5 separate regions of the Sus scrofa genome follow, and regions 2, 3, 4 and 5 are each linked to region 1. A link is a contact called in public HiChIP or PLAC-seq data. All regions are on one chromosome and are shown on one strand. The core of a region is the stretch at or near the end of the contact, and the rest is flanking DNA. Distances in the headings are between cores, read along the strand shown.

The links. HiChIP or PLAC-seq counts read pairs in DNA pulled down with a chosen protein or histone mark.
Region 2: an H3K27ac HiChIP or PLAC-seq map of alveolar macrophages shows a contact between it and region 1. The contact joins two enhancer-like sites. A contact is called at or near these places in 2 of 47 Hi-C or Micro-C datasets (embryonic fibroblasts and retroperitoneal adipose tissue) and 1 of 2 datasets of contacts at active chromatin or transcription factors (alveolar macrophages).
Region 3: an H3K27ac HiChIP or PLAC-seq map of alveolar macrophages shows a contact between it and region 1. The contact joins two enhancer-like sites. A contact is called at or near these places in 1 of 47 Hi-C or Micro-C datasets (embryonic fibroblasts) and 1 of 2 datasets of contacts at active chromatin or transcription factors (alveolar macrophages).
Region 4: a contact with region 1 is called in an H3K27ac HiChIP or PLAC-seq map of alveolar macrophages. The contact joins the promoter of SFMBT1 here to the enhancer-like site in region 1. A contact is called at or near these places in 1 of 5 promoter capture datasets (liver), 26 of 47 Hi-C or Micro-C datasets (adipocytes, adipose tissue, alveolar macrophages and 17 more) and 2 of 2 datasets of contacts at active chromatin or transcription factors (alveolar macrophages and skeletal muscle).
Region 5: an H3K27ac HiChIP or PLAC-seq map of alveolar macrophages shows a contact between it and region 1. The contact joins two enhancer-like sites. A contact is called at or near these places in 1 of 47 Hi-C or Micro-C datasets (embryonic fibroblasts) and 1 of 2 datasets of contacts at active chromatin or transcription factors (alveolar macrophages).

The regions. Positions count from the first base shown.
Region 1 is chr13:34,865,324-34,867,937 of Sscrofa11.1, forward strand. NEK4 (serine/threonine-protein kinase Nek4) reads right to left here. Exons shown (of 18, transcript XM_021068940.1): 13 at 1,718-1,827; 14 at 543-631. Among named protein-coding and RNA genes, the nearest start is that of ITIH1, 26 kb to the right of the region's middle. Within about 2 kb of position 1,313, at least 1 of the 83 cell types and tissues checked has an H3K27ac peak or open chromatin away from gene starts, as enhancers often do. A contact at or near this core is called in alveolar macrophages, where this site is marked.
Region 2 is chr13:35,326,653-35,329,266 of Sscrofa11.1, forward strand. No RefSeq gene overlaps it. Among named protein-coding and RNA genes, the nearest start is that of PRKCD, 37 kb to the left of the region's middle. Within about 2 kb of position 1,314, at least 8 of the 83 cell types and tissues checked have an H3K27ac peak or open chromatin away from gene starts, as enhancers often do. A contact at or near this core is called in alveolar macrophages, where this site is marked.
Region 3 is chr13:35,233,993-35,236,606 of Sscrofa11.1, forward strand. All of the region lies in intron 6 of RFT1 (protein RFT1 homolog), which reads right to left. Among named protein-coding and RNA genes, the nearest start is that of RFT1, 23 kb to the right of the region's middle. Within about 2 kb of position 1,294, at least 12 of the 83 cell types and tissues checked have an H3K27ac peak or open chromatin away from gene starts, as enhancers often do. A contact at or near this core is called in alveolar macrophages, where this site is marked.
Region 4 is chr13:35,179,749-35,182,362 of Sscrofa11.1, forward strand. It overlaps SFMBT1 (scm-like with four MBT domains protein 1), which reads right to left and starts at 1,326. Exons shown (of 22, transcript XM_021068955.1): 1 at 812-1,326.
Region 5 is chr13:35,156,149-35,158,762 of Sscrofa11.1, forward strand. All of the region lies in intron 1 of SFMBT1 (scm-like with four MBT domains protein 1), which reads right to left. Among named protein-coding and RNA genes, the nearest start is that of SFMBT1, 24 kb to the right of the region's middle. Within about 2 kb of position 1,318, at least 2 of the 83 cell types and tissues checked have an H3K27ac peak or open chromatin away from gene starts, as enhancers often do. A contact at or near this core is called in alveolar macrophages, where this site is marked.

The sequences.
Region 1 (2,614 bases), core at 63-2,562:
TCTGGCATTACCACAAGCTGTGGTGTAGGTTGGAGACATGGCTCAGATCTGGTGTTGCTGTGGTGTACACTGCTGCCTATGGCTTGTATCTGACCCCTAGCCTGGGAACTTCCAAACGTTGCAGGTAGAGCCTGAAAAAGACTAACAAATAACGATACAGCAATAGAATCTACAAAAAACAGAGAAAAAAAGGTCTAAAAAATGAACATCATCAGTGAGATATGGGACAACTTTAAGCAATCTAATTTACATGTTTGTCACATCCTCAAGAGGGCAAGAAGGGGTCCAAAAATATACTTGAAGAAATAATGGCCAAACTGTTTCTACTGATGAAAACTATAAACACAGAGCTAAGAAGATACTTTATGAGAATTCTGACTGAAAAACAGATGTGTTCAGTAGAAGAGACTTTTAGCTCTAGCATATACCATTTACAACATTATCAATGACAGTACTGCAGGTCTGAATTCTATTATAAATGTATATTTAGGATTAATTCAAACAAACAGTTTATGAAGGGAGATAGAAAAATAAGAACTTACTGTTCCCTGGAATCCCCATCTGATTTATCAGTTGAACTTGTAGAAGAACTTAACTCATCCTCAGAGAGACAATGGGTGAGTTTCCTTTCCTATTTATGTTTGGAAAAACAAAATTCCACATGACAACACAACCAGAATGTAATACACAAAAGAATCTTAGATGCAGTGTCTAGATACAATGTGCACCTAGGTTCAATTTAACACTAGAACAAATGAATATAAAAATTGAAGTTACTCTACCCAAATGGTGTCCCAGGTCACCCTTGAAGTTCATAAGTGAAGCCTGAGGAACTTTAAAGTGAAGTTTTATAAAGCTCTGAAACATCTCAGCTATGGTATTTCCTTTCCAGAGGAGAGTGGACAAATAGTTCTGGTGTTTCAATCTCTAAGCAGAAGGCTGGTACCATAAGCAATACTAGCATTTTAAACTAGACAGAATATCACCTAAAAAAAGTAATCTCTGCCTGCTCATTTAAAGCACTATTAAATGCTTTAAAGGATTATTTGATACTATACACACAAACCCTACAACTTTGTAAAATAAAGAGGATCTTCTTAATTAGTGAAACAACTAAATCACAGACTGTTGTGAAAGAAAAAACTTCATTTCAAGGGAAGGAAGCTTCCCTTTTTTTAAAAAAAAAATAACATACTTCAAGAAATAACATCAAAAACTGGAATACAGAAAAGTAGATAATTATTCCTATGGTATTATTACACAGAGAAGCAAATATGGGGTTGAAAACCTTACAATTACTTATTCAGCCACCAGATGGTGCCCCTATATCATCCCTAGGTGGAAAGGTAAGCTACTATGACAAACTGGAAACCAAGGAAGGATCAGCAAGTAAAGCAAATATCTGGCCATGCTGTTTGGTGCATTATTAACACAGTAGAAGAAACAAAGTGTTGCCTAGCGGAAGCCCTTTGGAAGTCTTATTTAAAAGACTAAGAAAGATATTAACTACGTCACCCACTGTCTATAAGAGCGCCTGAAAAATTCATTCCTTAATGAAGCAAATAAAATTCTTTTAATTATCAAAGGAAGCGTGAAAAGTGTAACTTACGCCAGTGCTGCCCTAGAAATAAACTGAGCTGGCATTTATGAGGTTTACTGTATTAGGCTTGCCAGATGTAGACATATCCACCTTTTCTCTTAGGACTATGTAATGTACCTGGGCGATGCTGCAGTCAGAAGATAACCAGTGAGCAGGGATGGGATGGCCTTCCTCTTGTGGTTTCCCTGGCTCCAATGGACTCAAAGAAGCTCTCCTCACTGAAGGGCCTGAAAAAGTGATCAGCCCCAGAGGCTGTTTATAGTGGGCTGGCCTAAACAGAAGAGGGCTTTGCACTGGGTACGGAAGATAACCCAGCAAGGGCCAACCTAGAAGGAACTCAGACAGCATATTCATCATCATTCGTGTCTGATACCTTGGCTCATATCTCAGCTCTAGGTCTACCAGCCCTGTGACCTTGGGCAAATTACTTAACCCTGCTGAGCTTCAGACTCCTCAGCTGCAAAGAGATAATGCCCTTCTGACAATCAAAGTAAGAATGTTAGGAATAGGAATAATCATGGCCCTTAGTCCAAGGCATCACCATTCTCCTGACTTCCTCCCCTCTGTTCTTGAGAAGAGAGCACGTCTTTAGAGTTCCCGTTGTGGTTTAGTGGGTTAAGAACCTGACTAGTACCCATGAGGATGCAGGTTTGCTCCACGACCTCGATCAAAGGGTTAAGGACCTGGCGTTGCCCAAAGGTACAGTGTAGGTTGCAGATGCAGTTCGGATCCTGCATTTCTGTGGCTGTGATGTAGGCCGGCAGCTGCAGCTCCAATTCGACCCCTGGCTTGGAACTTCCATATGCCACAGGTGCAGCCATAAAAAGAAAAAAGAAAATAAAAGAGAGAGCACTTCTTTGACCAACAGACTCTGAACATGGAAACAGATTAAACACTCACCAGGCTTATTTCCTGTCTGAGATCTCCCAGGAGTTACTGCCATTCAAAGCCTTCTTGCTCTCTTTTTAGTATCCTGTCCTTTAATAATACAAGTTCCAGATCCAACACTATGCT
Region 2 (2,614 bases), core at 64-2,563, 460 kb after region 1:
CATGGCCTAAAAAGGAAAAAAAAAAAAGGTGTTTCCACCGTGGCACAGTGGGTTAATGATCCATCTTGTCTCTGTGGCAGCACTGGTTGGATCTTTGGCCTGGCACAGTGGGTTAAAGATCCCGTGTTGCTGCAACTGGTTGGCAACATAGGTTGCAGCTGTGGCTCAGATTCAGTCTTTGGCCTGGGAACTTCTGTATGCTGCAGGTGTGGCCAGAAACAAAACCAAACCAAAAACAAACAAACGACAACCGAAAATGCGTCCACCCTGTGGTGCAGGATGTGTCCAGAGATGAAGAGTTGATTACAAGGCACCTCTGACTCTCCAGCCCAAATTGCCTCACTTCACAGAGGAGATGTAGTTGTCCCTTAAGCATCCTGATGGGGACTTCCAGCCTGGCCATGTGGCCTGGTGGCCAGACAGTTTAACAGTTAGGGATTTTATTGACTTTGTTTCTTCAGAGGAAGGATTCTGGACCTAGAAATACTCGGCTTCAATGTAGGACTTGCATTTTCTTAAGCTACGGGTTTCTGTCTGGGTTGGCATCTGGAAAAAAGGGCTGATGGTCCTGAACGGAATGAGAAAAGCAATGATGTTTTGGTGCACTGGCCGTTCTCATTACTTTGCTTTTTCTCTTGAGAGTTCTCCACAAACTTCCTTCCTCCTTTTCCATCTGAGCTTCTTCCTCCTTTTATGGGGGCCTGACCTAATGCCATGTCATGTAAATTAAGGGAGGGTGATTGAATTAAAGTTGGCTTTCTTGATTCTGCAGGAGGCAGGCGGCAGACAGATTTAAAGTTGTAGTGTTGTGCAGGAAGGGGTCATTGACCTCGGAGACTTTTTTTCTTTTTTAATTTTATTTATTTATTTATTTATTTGTCTTTTTGTTATTTCTTGGGCCGCTCCCGCGGCATATGGAAGTTCCCAGGCTAGGGGTCGAATCGGAGCTGTAGCCACCGGCCTAAGCCAGAGCCACAGCAACGCGGGATCCGAGCCGCGTCTGCAACCTACACCACAGCTCACGGCAACGCCGGATCGTTAACCCACTGAGCAAGGGCAGGGACCGAACCCTCAACCTCATGGTTCCTAGTCGGATTCCTTAACCACTGCGCCACGACGGGAACTCCTGACCTCGGAGACTTTGAGAGAGAAATACATCCCTCTGTAGGGCACCTTACTGTGCTTAGAGGGTGAGGAGGAAGGAAAACAGGCTGGCAAGTGCTCAAGGACAGCACAGCCCCTGGCAGGAGAGCGAGGCAAGAGGAAGGGCTGAGTGTTGGTGTTAGAGGGGACAGCCACTAGAGGGCACCAGAGCACCCTCTGAGCCCATCTGCAGCTCTCTGGCGCCACCTCCAGGTGCAAAGACAGAGTTGGGGATGGGCTTGGCAGATCTCTTTGATGTGCCCTGAGAGAAGGGTAGGTTACACAGCCACCCTTGACTCTCCAGTCCAAACTGCCTCGCCTGACAGAGGCAACTAGTTCTGCTTTCTCATTTGATGGGGCACTTCCAGCATGGTCTTATGGCCGAGTGGAGAGACATTTTAAGAGGCTGTGCAGGGTCTGACTGCGTTTTGATTCTCCAGAGGCAGGAATCTACCCAGTAATACCTGTCTTGACTCTTATCCTTGCAGTTTTCAAGCTGCAGGTTTGTGTGAGCACTGGCATCTGGAAACTGGGCGTGGTGGTCTTGAAAGTGGAGTGTGTAGAAGTGGTGGTACTTTGGTGGGCAGCCTTTGCTCAACCCTGTGTCCTTTTTCTTGAGAATCCTCCCCAAAGTTTGTCCTTTTTCCATCTGAGCTTCTACCTTCTGTCTTTGACCCCTGCTGGTGGAATCTGACCTAAAACCAGGTCACATGAATTAAAGACGACTGTTTAATTTAAAGCTGGTCACATGACATAAAGTGGCTGATTAACTTAAAGTAATGGGCTTGAGTAGGGAGTGATGAGTGCCCTGGGAGACTCTGAGAGAGAAATACCCACTTCAGTTAAGGATCTGGTGTTGCCGTGAGCTGTGGTGTAGGTCACAGATGTGGCTCAGTAGCTACAGCTCTGATTAGACCCCTAGCCTGGGAACCTCCATATGCCACGGATGAGGCCCTAGAAAAGACAAGAAGACAAAAAAAAAAAAAAAAAAAAAAGACAGAAAGAAATACCCACTTCTGTAGGGCACTTCATTATGCTTAAGGGAGAGGAGGAGCTAAATCAGCCTGGCAGGTACTTAAGGCCAGCATAGCACCGGGACTGGGGAGGGAGACTGGAAGAAGGGCTGAGAGTTGTTAGAGCAGATGGTTGCTAGAGGGCGCCAGAGCACACAGCAGAGCCCACCTGCAGCTTCATGCCGCACCACCAGCTCAGAGACAGTGTTGGATATGAGGTTGGCAGAACCCCAGTGTGACCAGAGTGGAGGGGTTGGTTACAGGGTGCCTCAGACTCTCTGGCCCAAATTGCCTCACCTCACACAGGAGACATGATTCTGCCTTCCCCATTTGATGGGGTGCTTCCAGCTTGGTCAGGTGGCCCAGTCCCCAGACACTTTAACAGGCTGTCTGTGGTGACTTCCATTTGATTCTCTAAAGGGAGGTCTCTGAACCCAGAAATACTTGGCTTGGATCTT
Region 3 (2,614 bases), core at 44-2,543, 370 kb after region 1:
CTTTAGGAGGAAAGAATGAATCACTGGGCCAAGCTCATCCCACCTCTCCAAAAGGTCGACTTTACCTATGGAAGGTGGTCCAAGGCCAGGCCTGGAACCTGTCCTAGTCACATGGGCCCCTGCTCTTGGCCCAAAGCCCATCTGTTCAGAGCAATGCTATTCAGTAGAAATATAATCAGGCCACATACATAATTTTAAATTTTCTAGCAGCCTACAATGAACAGTAAAAAGAAACAGGTAAAATTAATTTAATTTAATTTTTTCTTCTTTTTTGCCATTTCTTGGGCCGCTCCTGGGGCACATGGAAGTTCCCAGGTTAGGGGTCGAATCGGAGCTATAGCCGCCCAGCCTATGACAGAGTCATAGCAATGTGGGATCCGAGCCGCATCTGCAACCTACACCACAGCTCACAGCAACGCTGGATCCTTAACCCACTGAGCAAGGCCAGGGATCGAACCTGCAACCTCATGGTTCCTAGTCGGATTCGTTAACCACTGAGCCACGACGGGAACTTCGGGTAACATTAATTTTAATATACTTGATTTAACCTCAAATATTATCATTGTAACATGAAAAGAAATACTGGAAGAATTTCACATTCTTTTTCTTTTTTTTTTTTTTTGTCTTTTTTGTCTTTTTGTTATTGTTGTTGTTGTTATTGTTGCTATTTCTTGGGCCGCTCCCGCGGCATATGGAGGTTCCCAGGCTAGGGGTCGAATCGGAGCTGTAGCCACCGGCCTACGCCAGAGCCACAGCAACGCGGGATCCGAGCCGCATCTGCAACCTACACCACAGCTCACGGCAATGCCAGATCGTTAACCCACTGAGCAAGGGCAGGGACCGAACCCGCAACCTCATGGTTCCTAGTCGGATTCATTAACCACTACGCCACGACGGGAACTCCCCACATTATTTTTCTATATTAATTCTTTGAAATCCTGTGTGTATTGAGTGCACTTACAGCTCATCTCAATTCCAAATGCTCTGTAGCCACATGTGGCTGGTGTGTACCGTTTAGGACAGGGCAAGTCTAGAGTACCCTTGAAAGCAAGGGTCGTTTCCAGTCCCCAAATCTTCTCACCCCTTGGTTTCAGAACCTTTCTGCCAGATTTGGAGGAAAGTTCTGAACCTTCTTCCCAAACCACACTGCCTTCAACACATCACTGGACCTGGAGCCGATGCCGGGGGTAGCTCTAGTCCAGGAGCAAATTTTCCCCAGTCAGAAGGAAACTGGACATTTCCTTTTTCCAGAACAAAGAGCGCTGGACCTCCCTACACCACTAGGGGGCACTGTGAACCATATCATCCTCATACACTGATCCTGCCCATAGCTGGCTTTGGGGGGAGCCAGAACACAGCATCTTCCCTCTCTCACACTGCCCGTTCCATGCCAGGTGGTCCTCTGAGGGGTGGGGTAGGTCTGAAAAGTAACCATGCTCTTTCTAAAGGAAATGAACAGTTATGGTGGGCCAACAAGGCTGTTGTGAAGCCTACATGCCAGTAGGTTGTGAACTGGTTTGGAAATGTGACCGAGCTCCTTAAAAAAAAAAAAAAGTTCTCTAGGAGAATGAAATCATGACAGGATATCTGATCTGAAAGCTCATACTTGAGCATTCCTTTCTCCTAGTGCCTCCAATTTAATCAGACCCATGGTTTGGAAGGAATGGCCACCCTGCTCACTAACTCCAAAATGCTCAATAAGGACATAAGAGGTAGGAAGTCTGACAGGAGGCTGGGTTTCTTCTCAGAGGCATCTGCTAAGTGCTAGAAAATGAAACACATTCTTTGGGCTTTTACTGTTCTGAATGGATCTGTCATTTGGAAAGGTCAAAAGACGCTGTCTCTTCCACAAGAGCTAAGTTGGTACTGCTGAGCTGGTCTACATGGCTGTGAATTTCTTCAGGATCCCCTGATGCACAAGCCATTCCACTACCTTCCTGTACTGATGGAGAAACTGAGGTATGGATGGGGAAAGGGGATGGGCAGTACCTCTGGAGAAGGTCTGGAACTGGAGCTCAGGGGCTCACTGTGCTTTAACCTGAATCACTCGTTCACTTCCTAAATGCTTCTGACCCAGAATGGTCCAACCAGATGCATATTTACCACATTGATGAGAGTCACTGGGGCCACGGTCTTGCCCCCTGCTCTCCCATCACCACCACACCCTAAGCGGTGCTCCTTCCTCTCCCTCTCACTCCAGAGCTGTCGATTGCCCTGGCTTTGTCCACGGTCCCATTTTCACCCACCAGCCCACTGTCCTCATCACCATGGTACTGCCTCCTTGTGCTCTTCCTCACTTCTAACCTTTTCTAACCTTTTCCAGCCTCCTTGTGGTAGGGTTCAGGCTTTCGAGTCCAGCACAGAGACAGGGGATCGAACTACAGCTCCTCATTTACAGAGTGTGAAGGACATGGTCAAGACACTTAATTTTGCTAAGCTTCAGTTTTCTCAACTGCAAAATGGGATAAGAAGTCCTACCTCCTGAAGCTGGTATAAGGACTGAATGAGACAAAATGAGACATGATAAATCTGTAGCAGATGGGAAGCTCCTCAACACAAGCAGTTAGATCATGGTACTGTTCAAAAACCTTTCATTAGGCTCCACTGCCCTTGA
Region 4 (2,614 bases), core at 76-2,575, 310 kb after region 1:
CCGCCGGCCGCCGGCTCCCGGCGGATTTTCGTTGGCAAAGTTGCGCGGCCGCCTAGAAGGGGCCAGCAGGCAGTCCCCAGTCCCCGCGCCGCCGCCGCCCCTTCAGGCCGCCGCGCGGGAAGGCCCAGCCGGCAGCCCCGCTTTTTTACCTGCCGGGAGTTTTCGCGCGCTCGCTCTCTCAATAGCTCGCTTTTCCCCTCTCGCGCTCGTTTTCTTTCTTTCTTTCCTTCTTTTCGTTCGCCCGCGCGGACGCTTTTTCCGTTCGCGCCGCCTGCGCTCGCCCGCTCGCGCCCTCCTTCCTGCTGGGCTCCGCGGAGCGGGGCGGCAGGCAGCTCTCCCCGCCCCCCTCCACCCGCGCTCCGGCGGAGGCGGCGGCCGCGGCGCTCCGCACTCCGACTCATTCCAATATGGCACGGGCGCAGGGCGCATGCGCCCGCGCCCCCCCCACCATCCGCGCTCCTCCCGGCAGCCGGCGCCCCTCGCGCCGCGCGTGTGGCGCCCCCCGGCCCGGCCTCTCCAAGCCCTCCCGCGCGTCTGCCCGCCCCGCGGGACCTGTGCCGGAGGCGAGGCGACTGCAGACTTAAGTCCTGGGGGTCCAGAGCCACCCGCCGCCGCCGCCCGGCATGCTCCAGCCCACAACTTGCCCTGGACACCCCCTGGGCCGTGGCACAGGGCACGCGGTGGCGCCTCCCGCCCCCGACGGCGCTACAGCCCGGCGCGTTGGGGCCCCGACGGAGAAACGCGCCTCCCAGGACCCAGCGCCCACGCTGCCCCTGCTCGGACCCACGAGGGAAGGGCCCCCTCACCTCACCTCGGGTTGGATGGAACCCCGGGAACCAGGTGGCGTCCCGATGTCGGTTTTGGCGTTCGGGCCGGGGCGAAGCGCGATGCTGTCGTCCGCACGTGACAGCCTCTGGCAAGATGGCATTAGCGCAGGAACGCACCGAGCGGCGGCCTGAGCCCAGTTAGGCGCGTGTCGCCGCGGGAGAAGGCTGCGTCCGCCCGCCTGGCCCACGTCCGGGATCTGGCGCACCCTTGAGACCTGGGAGGGCACCTAACTGCCCCCTGACTGCGAAGTCAGACCGGAGCCCCGCGGCGCACCCGGTATTTCTAGGCTTCCGCAGGAGGCGCCCTGTAAATCCGAGTTTTCCTGCCGCTCGGGGCCCTGGCGAGGTGGCAAGAGACGGCTGTCTAAATCGGGCGGGAGAGCAGGGCCCCGGGGTCGAGACAGTAGCTCCTTAGTGACTATGAACCGGCCCCGCAACCCGAGGTGCCCACTTGCGGTTTACTTCTCCGAGCTCGTTCGCCCCTTACCCACCGAACACAGGTGCTGGTGGGACACTCGCCCGTCCCCACCTGCTCTGGAAGAGAGAAGGAAGTGCCCGAGCCTCGGAGACCTGGGAGTGCTCGGACTCCCGGTCCTGAGAGGAGGGCTCCGATGGGCGCTGATCACTGCTGCCTTTCAAGGTGGAGGAGTCATCCCCACCGCAAGGAATTCAGGGGTGCCAAATGCGGTTCAAGTCTGCGCTGGGAAATAATACCCCACTTTACAGAGTTGCTCACAGGCACGCTGCTGGCTGGATATTTTAACTGCCCCTGAAAAGACAATATGACAGCCAGGGAGGAAGAAAAATGCAAAAAGAGTAAAGTAGTATCCATAATACATGAAACTTTTCACACATTAAACCTTCCACCCACCTACACGTCTTTACATAGTAGCAACCACACATTGTCTTTTGTGTTTGCTACCATCACTAACATTTTTCTTTTGTTCACATGATGCATTTTTAATGTGTGCAGATATCTTCATCCATTCAGTCAGTCTCCTACCATTGCCTATTTTGGTTCCTTACAATTGTTTACTAACACATCCCTTAGTTCTGCCTTTGGGATAGATTCCTGGCAGTTAAATACCCAGATGAAAGGCTAAGCAAGGAAGGGCGAGGTGGGCTTGCCCCACAGTGCCAGAGGACTTACCAAAGAGCTGCTGCCCTACTCATTCTCCACCTCCCAGGAACAAGTGTAAAGAGTTTAATACACATTTCTAAGCCTTGGGTACCATCTTTTTTCTCCCCTATTTTAGCAGTGTCTGTTGGTAGTTCAAGGTTACTTCAGTATTTCTCAGTAAATGTTTATCCCTGCATTTACTATCTGTATTTCCCTTCTATAAATGATCTGTTCATGTCTATTCATCTTTTGGGGACTTGAACCTCTTCTAACTTCGAATAAGCATTTTTTTATGTTATATTGTTCCTATGTTGTCAGTGATCCAAAGTGACAGTCCATTGTTCTTTTTTTGTTTTATTCAATCTGTCATGCTAGTCTCTTGTGATTTTTTTAATTGCTCCAATGCTGATGAAGCGAGCTTTCTTCCACCCATCTGATAGTGTATTTTTCCACTGATTTTCTACAATTTTATTTATTTACTTAGTCTTTTTTGACCACTCCTGGCATTTGGAGTTCCAGGGCCAAGGATCAGATCCAAGCCCCAGTTGCAACCTAAGCCACAGCTGCAGCAACACTGGATCCTTAACCCACTGTGCCAGCCCTGGGATTGAACCTGTGTCCTAGGGCTCCCAAGATGCCACCAATCCCATTGCACTACAGCAGAAAC
Region 5 (2,614 bases), core at 68-2,567, 290 kb after region 1:
CAATGGGGACCTGCTGCATAGCACAGAAAACTCCACCCAGTATTCTGTGATATTCCATGTGGGAAAAGAATCTGATAGAGAATGGCTATGTATATATATGCATGACTGGGTCACTTTCCTGTACAACAGAAATTATCGCAAACTTGTAAATTCACTACACTTCAATAAAACTTAAAAAAAAAAGTCAGGGGCTGGCCCCTGAATCTCGCTGGAATTCACATCAATAGAAATTTGTACAGGACTCCTACCAGGTTTGAGAATATAACTGGCCAAAGAAAATGTAATAATCGCAAGTTAACATTCTGCAATAGTCAATATAGGGGAAAACTAGTGTTTAACATGCTGGGGTTATAAAAATTTTAATACATAAAAATAGCAAATGACAAACACATAAGCACTCAGCCTAATAATCTCCCTCAGCAATTAAAGAGCAAATTAGAGGAGCTCAACAGATAAAGTAAAAAGTTTGGGGCACATTTAGGATACACTGTAATTCTTGACAAGCTAGATGCTTATGGACACAAGTTAACAGTTTCCCTTGCATCCCCATGTCCTGACTGCTGCTCACCCCAATTCCAGGCAGGGCTCATTGAGCCTGCCCACAATCCCAGCTATAACAACCCACAGATCACTGTGGCTCATTCTTTGCTTCTATTACTCTCAAAGAGGAAGAGTTGGTGGGAACCTCACCAAAATCAAACAGCTTTAGGAGGAAGCAGTACTAAAGATAAAGACTTAGAAAGGGATTTGAAAAGGAAAGTTCAGGGTTATTTTCTTATTTCACACTGGGCCTTTCCCTGATTAAAAACTAAAATATTTTAAGTCTGACCAAGTCTTACACTACCAATATGATATATGAGTAAGCATTCAGAAATCACTCATTCCCTGACCTCTACTTCCACAAAAATTATTCCACAAAAACCACTTCTCATAATAACACTCTAGGAGTTCTCGCTGTGGCACAACAGGATTGGTGGCATCTCTAGAGCAATGGGATGAAGGTTTGATTCCCCACCCAGCACGGTGAGTTAAGAATCCAGTGTCGCCACAGCTGCAGAATAGGTTGCAACTGTGGCTTGGATCTGATCCCTGACCCAGGAACCCCATATGCCACCAGGGAGCCAAAAAAGAAAATAATAACACCCCAAAAAGATGTTAGCCCCTTCTCCCATCTCTGTCAAAATATCTTTTATACGACACACTTTGCACCTTTTTGACACCACTTAAACAATAACCAGTCCATATCATACCTTATCCCAGTACTATAAGCTTCTCAAGGGCAAGGAACTTCCTCAACTTTGCATTCCCTAAACTCCTGGCACCACTGCTTCATAAAGCTTGCTAAATAAATTTCTATGGTAACAGATCATGGGACCTCCAGTTCACTAAAGAGGGAAAAAACCCACAACTTTCTAAAGCAGCAATAACATTCCTGCCTCTAGGGAGGGGTACTGTAATTTTTACAAGGGAAGGAAATTCAGTGCCCACCTTCAGCCTTGAGGTCAGTACTGCTGACTAGTCCTACTGTGCACGCTGGCCAATCAGGAGTGCCTTTCTCACCTGAGAGGGCATTAAAGTAGAGCTCCTATGTGAATTTATTAGGCATTATCCACAGGCAACTCGCTTGCTCAACAGTCCTCTTCGAAACCTCTGATGTTAAAGCAAGACTTCAAACTATTGTTTCTTCCACCTGTTCTTTAAACAATGAATGGTCCAACTTGTCAGGCTGCCCTGCTGTTTACAACACTTTTCACAATACAAGGAACTTGATTAACCCTAACTGCCTGCTGATTTCCATACCTCTTTTTTGGATCACTTTCTTTTCTTTTTGGCTGTACCTGCAGCATGTGAAAGTTCCCAAGCCAAGGATCAAACTCATGTCACAGCAGCCAGTGCAGTAACAACATCATATCCTTAACCCACTGTGTCACAAGGGAACTCCTCAGATCACTTTCTGAAAGCACCTTGTCAACTCATAGAACTTCTTTTTTGCCATAATACACAATATTGTTTCTTTGTACAAGTTGCATCCTTTCATGGGTCAAAACTATTCACTAGAACATAAAATAAATGGCAGAAAGAATGTCACAGTATAGCAAACACATTTGACCCAGGAAAGACCACCAGTGCACTCAATGGCCGCAAGCCCTAGTGTTCACGGACCAGCAGTGCCCGTCTGCCACTGTATCAGTATGTGGGCCCTCTGAGCAACTGACAACAACCCTGGGTTAGGAATACACTACCGTTAACTGTTGACCATTTTTTGAGGAAAATATTTTACAGGCAATGGCAGTATGAAGAGGAGATGCTGATGCAGGTATGAATGTATGCTCTCAGGGAGTGTTCTGAAGTTCTTCCAGTAAAGAGTAAGAACTAAGAACTGAGATACTGAGATAAAATAACACTGTAAGATTCAACTACATAATACATCAAGATTCCAAGTTTCTTTAGAAGTTACTATACTGGAACTAGGGTACTGTATTTAAAATACCTTACCAAGCGGCTCAGATAAAAAAATCAACTTAAAAAAAATTTAGCTGTATTACTGCCAATGAACAAAAGAACACAAAAAAACTTCCAGAATGTGATATAATGTGTTAGCCAATCCATGCTG